Linked DNA regions of Mus musculus: region 2 is linked to region 1. The links are chromatin contacts, called in public HiChIP or PLAC-seq maps. All regions are on one chromosome and are shown on one strand. The core of a region is the stretch at or near the end of the contact, and the rest is flanking DNA. Distances in the headings are between cores, read along the strand shown.

What was found. HiChIP or PLAC-seq counts read pairs in DNA pulled down with a chosen protein or histone mark.
Region 2: an H3K4me3 HiChIP or PLAC-seq map of the SCID.adh cell line shows a contact between it and region 1, with 15 read pairs. The contact joins the enhancer-like site here to the promoter of Stk10 in region 1. A contact is called at or near these places in 19 of 39 promoter capture datasets (the 3T3-L1 cell line, 3T3-L1-derived adipocytes, the C10 cell line and 13 more), 2 of 15 datasets of contacts at CTCF or cohesin (CD8 T cells and the NIH/3T3 cell line), 9 of 484 Hi-C or Micro-C datasets (CD4 T cells, LSK cells, Th1 cells and 6 more), 4 of 115 datasets of contacts at active chromatin or transcription factors (the SCID.adh cell line, embryonic forebrain, embryonic stem cells and 1 more) and 3 of 9 other capture datasets (adipose tissue, liver and pancreatic islet).

What each region holds. Positions count from the first base shown.
Region 1 is chr11:32,530,144-32,536,351 of GRCm38.p6, forward strand. It overlaps Stk10 (serine/threonine kinase 10), which reads left to right and starts at 3,123. Exons shown (of 19, transcript NM_009288.2): 1 at 3,123-3,416. The coding sequence starts at 3,261. It also overlaps a transcript of Efcab9 not described here.
Region 2 is chr11:32,473,815-32,480,022 of GRCm38.p6, forward strand. All of the region lies in intron 1 of Ubtd2 (ubiquitin domain containing 2), which reads left to right. Among named protein-coding and RNA genes, the nearest start is that of Ubtd2, 22 kb to the left of the region's middle. Within about 2 kb of position 3,802, at least 5 of the 459 cell types and tissues checked have an H3K27ac peak or open chromatin away from gene starts, as enhancers often do. A contact at or near this core is called in the SCID.adh cell line and regulatory T cells, where this site is marked.

The DNA of each region.
Region 1 (6,208 bases), core at 1,873-4,372:
TGTAACTCTGGCTGGTCTGGAAGTTGATATATAGGGCAGGTTGGCCTTGAACTCAGAGAGTCACTTGCCTCTGGTTCCTGAATGCTGGGATCAAAGATATGTGCCACCATGCCTGCCCTAAATTGAATTTTCCCCCCTTAAGTGTTTTTGCTTGCATGTATTTCTGTGCACTACCCTCATGCAGTGCCTTGGAAGGTCAGAAGAGGGCTTCAGGTCACATGAAACTGGAGTGACAGATGACCTTGCACTGCCACCTGGGTACTGGGAATTGAATCTTCCTCTGGAAGAGCAACCATTGAGGAGACATCACTCCAGCACTTTAAGTTGATTTTTTTTTGGGGGGGGGGGGTGTTCGAGACAGGGTTTCTCTGTATAGCCCTGGTTGTCCTGGAATTCACTTTGTAGACCAGGCTGGCCTTGAACTCAGAAATCTGCCTGCCTCTGCCTCCCAAGTGCTGGGATCAAAGGCATACGCCACCATCGCCAGGCGAGGGGAAAAACTTTTTTAAGTTAAAAACTTTGGCTCACCTTGGGGGTGTAGTTCCATCACAGAGCATGTTTCCTCTGTACAAGAACCTGGGCTCAACCCTCAGTAGCAGGGAAACACCATACTCATATAAACATAAAAGCAGCCCAGATCACATCAATAGTACACAAAGATAACATGTTTAAAAAGTGAGGTGGCTCAGCAGAGCCTGGAGGTCTGAGTTAATAATTCTGAGTTAATCCTGAGGACCCACATGGTGGCAGGAATGAACCAATTTCTGTAAGTGGTCCTCAGACCTCAACATGTGAACCCATACACTGGAAAAAACACACACACTCACACAGAAATAAACAATAAAATTCCTAGATGCAAAAAGACAGGAAATTTATTGTTTTTTAATGGCCAAGGAAAGAACAGAATGGTAGGAAGATGCTGTAGGGCCCCAATTTGACCTTTAATTCCCAGCATTAGGGAGGCAGGGGCAGGAGGAGTTCTGTGAGGCCAGCCTCAAGTAACAGGACAGCCAGGACTACATAGAGTAACCCTGTCTCAAACAAAATATCGCTCCCCTTCCACTCCTGCCAAATCCAATAACACAAAAAAGTGGTCAGCATCTCAAAGACACTGAAAGGCTGTAATAAAACTGCAAACTTAGACTCTTTCATTGAGATAAACACATCAAAGGCACTATTTATCGATCTTACTCTTTTTTGGTGGTGGTGGTGTTTTTTTTTGTTGTTGTTGTTGTTGGTGGTGGTTTTTTGGTTTTTTGTTTTGTTTTGTTTTGTTTTGAGGCAGGGTTTCTCTGTGTAGTTCTGGCTGTCCTGGAACTCACTTTGTAGACCAGGCTGGCCTCAAACTCAGAAATCCGCCTGCCTCTGCCTCCCAAATGCTGGGATTAAAGGCATGCGCCACCATGCCCAGCTTGATCTTACTAATTTCTATTTTAAGTTGTTCCAGAAAGTAGGGTGGGGGGAAGGCACAGCCCTTCATTCACTAGATTAGTGTGAGGCTCTGTAGCCAGAGACAGTTGAGGAAAGAAACCCCGATTTAACAGAAGTTTCAAAGCAGCTTTGGTTCTGTTGAGCCTCCTTTTAACTCCAGCTACATAAGTTACACGCCCCCCACCCAAACACCTTACAAAACAAAAGTCACTCGTGATTTGGGGCAAGTTTCCGGAGTTGTGGAACTGTCCCTTTACGCCCCCACCCCCACCCCCTGCCACTGAGACCCAGCATTTTCACCACCAGAGTGAGATTCCTCATGGCTCTTTCCAGTCAGTCCCCGTGTCTGGGAGCAACTCCACAGCGTTGCCTTTTCTGGACCGGTCATAAAAATGCAGTCATACCTCGTGCGATCTTTGGGTCTGGCTTCTTTCATGTAGCAGGACATTTTTAACGGACCTTTCCATTTTTATCCTTACTTTGTTTTCTTTTGGAACTCCTGGAAATGGTTAGCGCATTCTGACCCTCTGTCCACCCGGTATAGCTGCACAGACTTCAGCAGGTCCCGCTCAACCGAGTGACAGATGTACACTTTGGCTGGTCCACAGGCTGACTCAACAAGAACAGTTTTGCATGACATTTTCTTCTTTTAATTATAAATTTTCCCCGCACTCATTTTGTGGTGGGAACAATTGGAACTGGAGCAACTTTTATTCCGGACGTCCTTAGCACACACAACCCTCTCCGCGCCTAGTATTCACTCTCCAGCCGGCTTTTCGAATGGGGGAACAGCATTTGGCGCGAGACTCTAGGGATATTTTCGAAGAGTCCGGACGAAGGGGACCAACAATTAAAACGCTTTCTCGAGTTAAGAGTGCCCGAGTGTGAGACACTCTTGTTCAGGATGGGAGGGTCTCCAGCATAGATTCTGCAGCTGCCCAGCCCCCAGCACAATCACTAGAACCCACGTTCTGATACCAAGCAAAGACGCTGTGCAAGATGCGGGACGCCCGCAGCCAAGGTAGAGAGGGATGAGGACCAGGATATAGGAGCACCATCCCAGAGATGACTCCGCTTTTATCTCTAATGGGGCTTTTTAATTCGCAAAATAACTAGAAAGTTTTACTTAATAAGGAATATATTTGCTAACCTACCATGAAGCCTAAAGGTCCTAAAGGGACTCTCGTTTCATGTCCAGCGTCCCGGCCGTTTGTGGCTGGCGGAGGCGGGGAAAGTCCGGATGGGCGTAAGCGCGGGGCTCTGCTTTCTGCGGGGCTCAGAGGCAGCACGAGACCTGCCTAGGAAGTGTGGCGAAAGCCACCTGGGACCGCGTGAACTTTGAGGCAAAGAGCACCGAGGACTGGGGTGAGTCCCGGGGCGAGGGGTGCGGGCATCTCGCGCGGGAAGCTGGCGAACCAAGCCTCAGCGGGAGAGTTCTGTGCGCTGATGCACCCACTCGGCACCGACGGCGGTTGAAAGACACCAGCTGAACCCCGGAGGTTTGGGGTTCCGGGAGGCGCAGCGGGCCCAGGGGCCGGCCACCCGGCGGACTACAGTCTCCAGAGTGCCCCGCGGCGCGGGCGGAGCCGCGAGCTCCCGCAGCCAATTGAGGGGTCTCGGGGCGCCGCAGAGCAGGTGGAGCCGGCGGGGACAGGCGCGCGCGCGGGTGCCGGGCGTCCTGCAGGCGGGTCTAGGAGGGGGCGGGGCGGGGCGGGCGGGCCGCGGTTCCTGCAGCTCCCTGTGGCCGCTGGCGCACTCGGCGGGTGCTGCGCTGCGAGGAGGGCGGCTCTCCGAAGCCGCGGGTCCTGTCGTCGCGCTCCTCATCCAGCATGGCTTTCGCCAATTTCCGCCGCATCTTGCGGTTATCCACCTTCGAGAAGAGAAAGTCCCGTGAATATGAGCACGTCCGCCGGGACCTGGACCCCAACGATGTATGGGAGATCGTGGGCGAGCTGGGAGACGGCGCCTTCGGCAAAGTCTACAAGGTGAGAGTTCCGATTGCTGAGCCTACCAGGTCCTGCGAGCCCCTGACCCCCACTCCCACCCCCCGCACAGCTGCTTCTGAGCACTTCCTGTGTGCCCTGTACAGGGCACAAAGGGACGTTTGTAGGATCGAGGCATCCCAGGGGGCTACCGGAGGCATCCCCAGGATCACGGTGATAGGGACACATCTTTTAAAGAGGGACTATACCGATGTTGTGGGAATATTCAGGCTCTGGGCTGTGCCTGCAAGGGTTGGGAGTTGAGGACACTTCTGAAGATGAGCCTACGATCGGTACTGGGGAGGTCAGAAGGGCCCTGGAGTAAGTGAGGACAGGCTTGGGATTAGAAGGCTCAACGGAAAGCGAGGACAGGGTCCTGTGAATGCAGCTGCAGGGCACAGATTTGGCTTCTAGTCGCCTGAGTCACCAGAGGCTCCCTGTCTGCAGTTACCTCTCCCCTGGAGGAAGACAGGCTGAGGAGGAGTGGGTGGGGCATAGATGATTCCATATAGACACGTGTGCAGACGGACAGCTCCTGGGGTTTGGTCCTCTGAGCCAATTCTGAGTGCCTGGGTTGTTGTTCAAAGTACCTAACTCATCTTGACTCCACCCTTTCTCATTTCCTCCTCCTCAACACCCTCCCCCTCCCCCGGCTTCCCCAACCAGGCTGCTCAGGCTGGTCTCCCAGATCTACTTGCCTCAGTCTCTGGAGTAGCTTGGACTGTAGGTTTGGCCACTACAGCATAGCATCCCCTACTTTTATTGGGAGACTCCCATAGTTCAGCTGTCTTAGCTGCCCTCCAAAGCCATATGTCATTGTCCTTGGGGCTTTGGTAGTTAGAGGCCTCACTGACCCTTTCAGGATGCTGGACCCCAGAAAGGGCTTTTCCAGTTCCCCAAGTCGGGCCATGCTCCCTTTGACTTGAAATTGATATGCTAGCGTTGGTCTGCTTCTCGCCCCAGAAGTGTGCTCCCTAGGAAAGATGCTATAGCATCCTTGGGAAGCTTGTAAGGAACTAAGACTCTCAGCTGGGCGTGGTGGTGCACACCTTCAATTCCTGCAGAGGCAGGCAGATCTGAGTCTGAGGCTAGCCTAATCTACAGAGTGAGTCCAGGACAGCCAGGGCCACACAGAAAAAAACCCTGACTCAGGGTGACACAAACAGAAAACCAAAGCAAACAGAAAGAAGCTTAAGACTCGGGCCCCACTCAGCACTCAGATTATAGTGCTCCAGCAGCTTGGAGCAGTAGCAGTTTGGAGGCCAGTCAGACCCTTGGAGACCTCCTCTCTGAGTTGTACTTCCTGTGGGAGGGCTGAGGAACCCCCACTAGGGCAAAGTTCCCCAGTGGGAGAGTCAAGCAGAGGTCACCTGGCCTTCCAACTGAATGGAACACTTTGGCTGAGGGGTTTCTCCATATTTGAGGGCTACCGGGCCAGTCTACCCTTTCATCGGTCCTCCAGGCCTTGCTCCTCTGCTGCATTCTAGTGATGTCAGGAAATGGTCCCCAGCCTCTCTCTCAGTCAGCTCTCTCTGATGCTGCCTGCTCCTGCAGAGGTGCCTTGACCGCCGTGAGAGCCCCCAGCCTGACTCACCGTCTCTAATGTTCAGCCATTTTTCCGTCCGTGCATGCTCTTGGCTCTCCATAATTTTTTTTTTCTCTCTTAGGGACTTTGAGTCACCTTCTTGTGTACCTACTATGTGATGCTCTCAATTGTCACTTCAGATCCTTCTCCATTGTTTACAAGTTTCCTGTAAAGCCTCCTGCTAGACTGCAGGACCTCATCTGTCTCTAGTTTGCCCTCCGTCCCCAAATGCCCTGTTCTGGATTTCTGTGGTTCATTTTTTATTTAAACTTTAGTGCAGAACTTTGCTTTCTAAAAGGCAAGACTCTCCATTGTCTTTTCTGCTTGCTGGGTAAAACTCTGCTCTCCGGTCACCCACTATTTTGTTGGTTCCTGGACAGTCTGTCAGGGTTGGTGATGGGTTGCACGGACAAAGATGGCCCCCTGCGGGCTGGAGAGATGGCTCAGCGGTTAAGAGCACTGACTGCTCTTCCAGCGTCCTGAGTTCAAATCCCAGCAACCACATGGTGGCTCACAACCATCTGTAATGAGATCTGACTCCCTCTTCTGGAGTGACTGAAGACAGTTACAGTGTACTTACATATAAAAAGCAAAAACAAAAACAAAAAACCCAGCTGGCCCCCTGAGACTATAAAGGAGCAGAGACACCTCTGTTGACGCAGTGCTGTGCCTTGCATGCAGCTCATTCTTTGGGTGTTTGTGGTGATGCTCGCATTGTGTGTATAGAAATGTGACGTGTGGTGGCTTGGGATGTCTGAGGAGGATGACAGGTGACTCTCACTGTTAGGTAACTACTAGGAGGTGCTCTCTAGTGTTATTTTAGAACACATTTGAACATTTTAAAGTTTCCCACAGAGCATCCTACTAGGCTGGCCGCAGCTCATCTGTCTTTAGTTTGCCCTCTCTTGACTAAGTATCTTTTCATTTTGTGTTTAAGGGTTTTGTTTTGCTTGTTTTGCTTTGTTTTTGTTGAGACAGGATTTTCTGTGTGGTCTTGGCCGCCCTGGAACTCACTCTGTAGAGGGGGCTGGCCTTGAACTCAGATATCTGCCTACCTTTTCCGAGTGCTGGGATTAAAGGCGTGTGCTGCCACCACCTGACAAGTTTTGTTTTTGTTTTTTGGTATTTTTGTGCCCATAAGTGTGCAGGTGCCCACGCACACTTGTGTGAAGGGTAGAGGTTGACATTGGGTTTCTTCGTTAATCACTCT
Region 2 (6,208 bases), core at 2,552-5,051, 56 kb before region 1:
TTTCAGAAAGACTGACAAGTGAATACAACATCGAGTAAATGTCTTTACCCGTGTTCTTTAGGACCCTAGTAGATACTGGAATTCTTCAAACATAGGAAAAGTTTCAGATTCAAGAGTCTTGCATGTTGTTTCTGTAGTGTAGTAGTTATCATGTTCTCCTCACACTCGAAAGGTTCCCCAATTCGGAAATGGGGGGGCGACAATGGAACTTTCCTTTTGCATTTGAAATGTAAATGAAGAAAATATCTAATTTTAAAAAAAGAGTCTTGCAAATTTATCTTAGGAAACAATTAGAATTTTTTTCCCTTGGTGGGCTCAGTACATTTTTAGTGGAACCTGGGATGAGCTGTCTGGCAGCACTTTGTTTTAGGTCATTGCTGGTTTCCTGTGCCATCCTTAGCATCAGCTGCTACCTTTAAAACTTGATGACTCTCTGAGACCTTGCATATGAATTGATAATGTAGGTTTACTTGGGGAGGGTGAATGGAAGTCATATAAACCTGTGTTGGAACATTTACTCATGTAATGCCCCTAATTTATGAGGCAGAATAATCTGTCTAGTAGTCTAATTTTGAAACTCAGTTGGATTAAGTCAATCTCATTTAGCTGTATGGTTCGTTTGTTTTTTATTCTTAAATTTTAATGGGGTAGTTGAGATTGTGGCTCAGTTAGTAAAGTGCTTTCGTTGTAAGCATAAGGACCTAATTTCAGTTCCAAAACATATAAAAATGCTGTTCATGGTGGAACCATTTTTGTACTCCCAGCTGGAGAAGTGGAGATAGGAAGACCCCCTGGGACCTGATGGACTACCCAATCAAGCCTGATTAGTTAACTTGAGAACAAGAGATTATCTGAGGAGATGAGCATACATGTTTCTCAGGAGGACAACTGAGGTACACATAGTCTAAAAAAGTTTGGTGGACATTTGTGTGTTGCTTTTTATTTGTTGGGCACTCTTCTCACAGTTTGAAAATACTAATTCATGCGCAGCTGTTATCTAGCACTTCAAAAGGCTAAGACAAGGCCAGTTTAAAGTCAACCAAGATGGTAGTGTGATTGGATCTGTAAGTCACCTGCTACCCACTTCGTGGTGCTGTTTTGGAGGTTTGTGGAGGCTGACTTGCAGAGGTAGATCACAGGGCAGAGACTTTACGTGTTAGAGCCTGGTCCCCATTTCCTGTGTCTGCTGCTCCCCCTACTCTTCCCTCTTTTTATTTTCTGAGACAGGGTTTCCACACTGTTGTCAGCTGATGTGGAACTTACTATTGTACCCCAGACTAGCCTCTGATTCATGGCAATCCTCCCACCTCAGCCTTCCAAGTGCTTGGATTACAGGCATGAACCTCCAGACCCAGATTGGTCTCTGCATCTTGATGTCTGTTATTAGCACTCTTTGCAAGCTCTAGCCTCCCCAGCAGCCATGTGTTCCTTTTCATGAAGGAACTGCTAGACCCAGAAACTAAACCAAAACAAATTTTGTCAGTCACAAGAAAAGTAACACAAATACTTGTAACAGTCCTGTGAGATATGCCTTATTTCTCATGTTCATCATCCCTACCTGAGTACTTTACATCTATAAGTTTGTTTCCAAAGTCAGTCATCTCTCAGTAATTAAGACTTGTTTAAAAATATTTATTTTATTATATATATATGAGTACACTGTCTGTGCCTTCAGACACACCAGAAGAGGGCATTGGATTTCATTGCAGTTGATTGTGAGCTACCATGTGGTTGCTGGATATTGAACTCAGTACTTCTGGAAGAGCAGTCAGTGCTCTTTACCACCAAGCCATTCTTAGTTCACTTGTTTTTAAACGGAAGTTACAGTAAGGTTATCATGGGATTTAGTGGGTGGTAATGGTATTCTGCTTGATAAGGATTCTCTTTTGGCTATTATTTTTTATGAGAAAACCAAAAATGTGTTGCAAGTTACTATTTGCTTACCCACAGTGTAACAACTAGAGCAGTAAGGGATAGTTGTGCTAATTCCTGAAGAGCTTCGGGTGGGTCAGAGAAGGCAGGGTAAATGAGACATGAGTTGTCATAGTTACTCTTCTGTCTTTTACTCTGCAGTTAAGGGATTATTGAAAGGTCACAGGTCATCTTTTTAGAAAAGATGAATCTATTTATGTGTATACATCTGAGCCTGTGTGTGCAGGAAGCCATGGAGGCCAGAAGAGGGCATTGGTTTTCTCCTTCTACCGTGTGGTTTCTGGGGCTCCAAGTCAGGCTTTGTCTTGCCAGCAAGTGACTTTACCTGCTGAGCTATCTTAGGTCCTTATCGATGAGTCTTACTGTTACTGTGCTTTCATTCCCACTCGGCTCCATGCATTTTCTCACTTCCCTGAGGCTTATTTTACCTATTAGTTCTTGCTATGGTTTAGTATGGTTTCAGTCTTGGCCCACAAAGGTCCCTGTGTTAGGAGTTTGGTCCCATGTTTGGGACTTTTAAAAGGTGGGTGTTCTAGGAAGTCATTCGGGAGGTTCTGCCCTAGAAAGGGAAGGTTGGTTTCCCAGAACAATTCTCCTAAGAGTGAATTGTTAGGACTGCTGGCCCTGGGCTTGTTCTCTGGCTTGGTTTCAGTATGATCTCTCTTATATGCTCCTGGTGTTTGACACTTAAGCTGTGACACTGGTGCTGTGCTTTGAATCTCTCAAACTGAGCTAAATAAAGTGTGTGTGTGTGTGTGTGTGTGTGTGTGTGTGTGTGTGTGTGTGTTTGAGGCAGGGTGTTATGGTAGTCCAGTCTAGCCTGGAACTCTGTAAACTGGACTAGCCTTGAACTTGTGATGATCCTCTTCCCTCTGCCTCCTGAATTTACAGTCATGAGTTGCCATTCTCAGATAAATAAACTTCTTTATTAAGTTAGTTTGCCTCAGGTGTTTTATTGTAGTGACTAGATGGATTCATGTGATCATATGTTTAATTTTACTTTAAATATTTTGTCCATTTTTATTTTATGTATATGGGTGTTTTCCTGCATGGATATAAGTACCATGTGCATGCAGTGTCCTCAGAGGCAAGAAGAAGGTATTGGATCCCCTGGAACTGGAGTTGGAGATGGTTGTAGGCTGCCATGTGATTGCTGGGAGCTGAACCCAGGTCCTCTTGCAAGAGCTGCAGCTCTTAACTGCCAATCCATTGCTCTAGACTCTGTGTGTTTAATTTTTGTGTTTACAAGTTCTCCAGTTTTCTTTCTGTTACTGATTCTTATTCTATAAGAGATAGTACATGCTGGAATATTTTAGCAGGTAGATAGAAAAATATATTTTGTTGTTTGATGGAATGTGTTGTATCTTTTAGGTCTTGTCAGATTATAGTGTTTAGATTCTATTTCCTTATTGATAAATATTCTGTTTCGACGTTTTATTAAAATTTTATTAAGAATAGAGTAATAGCCAGGTGTGGTGGCACATGCCTTTAGTCCCAGCAGTCAGGAGGCAGAGGCAAGTGGATCTCTGTGAGTTCATCGTCAGCCTGGTCTATGTAGTGAGTTCCTGCACAGCCAGGGCTACATAGTAAAACCTGCTCACCTTCCCCCACTCCCACCTGAAAGCCTCCAGCCCTGCTGTAAAACTGTTTCTCCAGTAAGCAGGGACACTGGCTCACATCTGTAATCTGAGGACTGGAGGCAAAGCAGAAGGATCAACAGAAGTTTGAGGCCAGCTTGGGCTACCTAGGAAGATAATGTCTCAAAAGCAAACAAACCAAAAAAACAAAAATAAAAAACAAAGACAACAACATGAAACTATTTTTCCCTTCAAATATATCAGTATTTTATTTTTTTACTTATCCTTAGATCCTTAGTAAAAGTTTATCTTAGAGTCTTTTTATCTTCTGTAAATGATGTAGGTGTTATATCTTTCATTTGACTAATTCATGTATTATATACTTTTCCATCTTCTGATTGCATTATGTGTTTTTATAGAAAAAGTGCCTCTTGTGGACATAGGAGAGTGATAGCTATTTTTTTTTATTCTGTCAACATGTATAATTTGGAATTTTTAATACTTACATTTTATGTAATTAATAATATTTTTCTTGGGTGTATTATTTCCTTGTTCCATATCTTCAGTACCTTTCTAATATTAAGTAGATCCTCCTGCCCCCTGACATTTTGAATTCTTTGTTATTTCTTTTACAGAGCTTCAGGGTTTCTCTGAGAATTTTGTACTTCTGATAGCTTTGCCTTTGTGACTGTCAAGTTCTTGTGGCTTTCAGGGTTTCTTTGCTCTCCATACTTAATATTTTAACTGCTAGCTAAATAGCATATGGTGTGGGATGGGGGAAGGCCTTATCTGGTGCTCTGAATGCATCCTGACTCTGAGTTGTCATGTCTTTGCTTGGTTTTGAAAAGTGTTTTGCTATGGTTTTATTGAGCATACTACTTGTCCTTTAGCTTAAAGTTACTGTCCTCATGGCTCATAATTTTTATTTTTTAATGGAGACCCATAGATACAGTATTTTGTTCATACTTTCCCATTTAAGGGAGAAGGTAGCATTTTTAGTCAATCTCAATAACAAACTATGTAGAAATGACAGGAATATCCTCTTGTCCTTAATTCAACATTAAGAATTGAAGCAACCAAACCAAACAAAAATAACTAGGGCTGTAGCACACATGCTGGGACTTGGGTTCAGTTCTAGCACCCACATGGCAACTCACAACCAATCACCTGTAGCTCCAGTTTCAGGGAATTTGAAGCCCCCTTCTGTCTTCTTTGGGCACCAGGCACACACATGGTGCATATACATTCCATTCAGGCAAAGCATTCACATGCAGTAAATGAGGTAAATAAAAAGCTGGTCATGGTGGTGCATGCCCATTGTCAAGCACATCTATACAGGTCTGCAAAATGAATTCCTGAACAGCCAGGGATATCTGGAGAGACCCTGTTTCAAACAAAGTGGGAGAGCTTGTCACAGTCAGATAGATAGATAGATAGATAGATAGATAGATAGATAGATAGATAGATCTTTTAAAAAATCATAGCACATACAGCTATACACAGTGAATGCAAGTTGTTGGGGTTTTTTGTGTGGGGCCGGGGGAGAGTGTTAGACAGAGTTTCTGTGTAGTCCTAGATGTCCTGGAGCTCACTCTGTAGACTGAGCTCAAACACACAAAGATCCACCTGCCTCTGCCTCCCTAAGTACTGGCATCAAAGGCATGTGCCACCATCACTGACAAATGAAGGCAGGTTTGTTGTTGTTGTTTTGGGTTTTTTGATGAACCAAAAGTATGAACAAAGCATTTTAAAATAAATCACAATAATTTGGAAACATTTTGTCAGGCTTTCAGGAATCTTTAATTTTATGGAAAAATGTTGGATAGCTTTTTTACATGGGAGTTAAAGCATGTTTATTAAAAAAGAGCCTAGCAGTCAGGCTAGTGAGATGGCTCAGCAGGTAAAAAGCTCTTGTCATTAAGCCTGGTGATTTGAGCTCAAATCCTTAGGACCCACATAATGGAGAGAAAACAGACTTCACAAGTTGTCCTCTGAACTTCACAACTGCACTGGGGCACACTTACACACACACACACACACACACACACACACACACACACACGAGTAAATTTTAAAAATGCTAATTTAGAAGAGAACCTAGTAATAAAGCCAAGTTTAAAAGTATATAAAACAATATAAATCCTGAATCTGGTTAGAAATGACTAACCTTTGTAGTGGAGGTACTGGCACAGGCTTGGAAATAACATGGAAGAGGGCTATTGATGCTTGTGGGTCTGTCTCTGTCAGTGCTGCACGACTGGAATTAATCTAGCTCACTGGTTCTCAACCTTCCTAGTGCTGTGACCCTTTAATATACAGTTCATCATGTTGTGACTCTTTACCATGAAATTATTTCCTTGTTACTTTATAACTGTAATTATGAATCTTAGAATAAATATCTGAAATTCAGGATGTCTGATTTGCAACCAACAAAGGGGTTGAGAATTGCTGATATAGCTTGTCTTCCAGGCCTACTATTTTGTCTTTTCCTTGATCCATTTCTACTGTTTCAAATTTGAGTTAGTGGACTTTTTACTTTTCAAGTTTCAGTTTGTTTTTATATTAGCAGTATTCTTTGTATTGAAGTTTTTGCAGTTCTCTGGTGACAGTGCTGCCTGGGAATGTATTCAGTAAATAAGTTCTCAGTTTATATACCCAGGGAACAGGGCATACCTCCACCACCACTCTGAGAGTAGAAA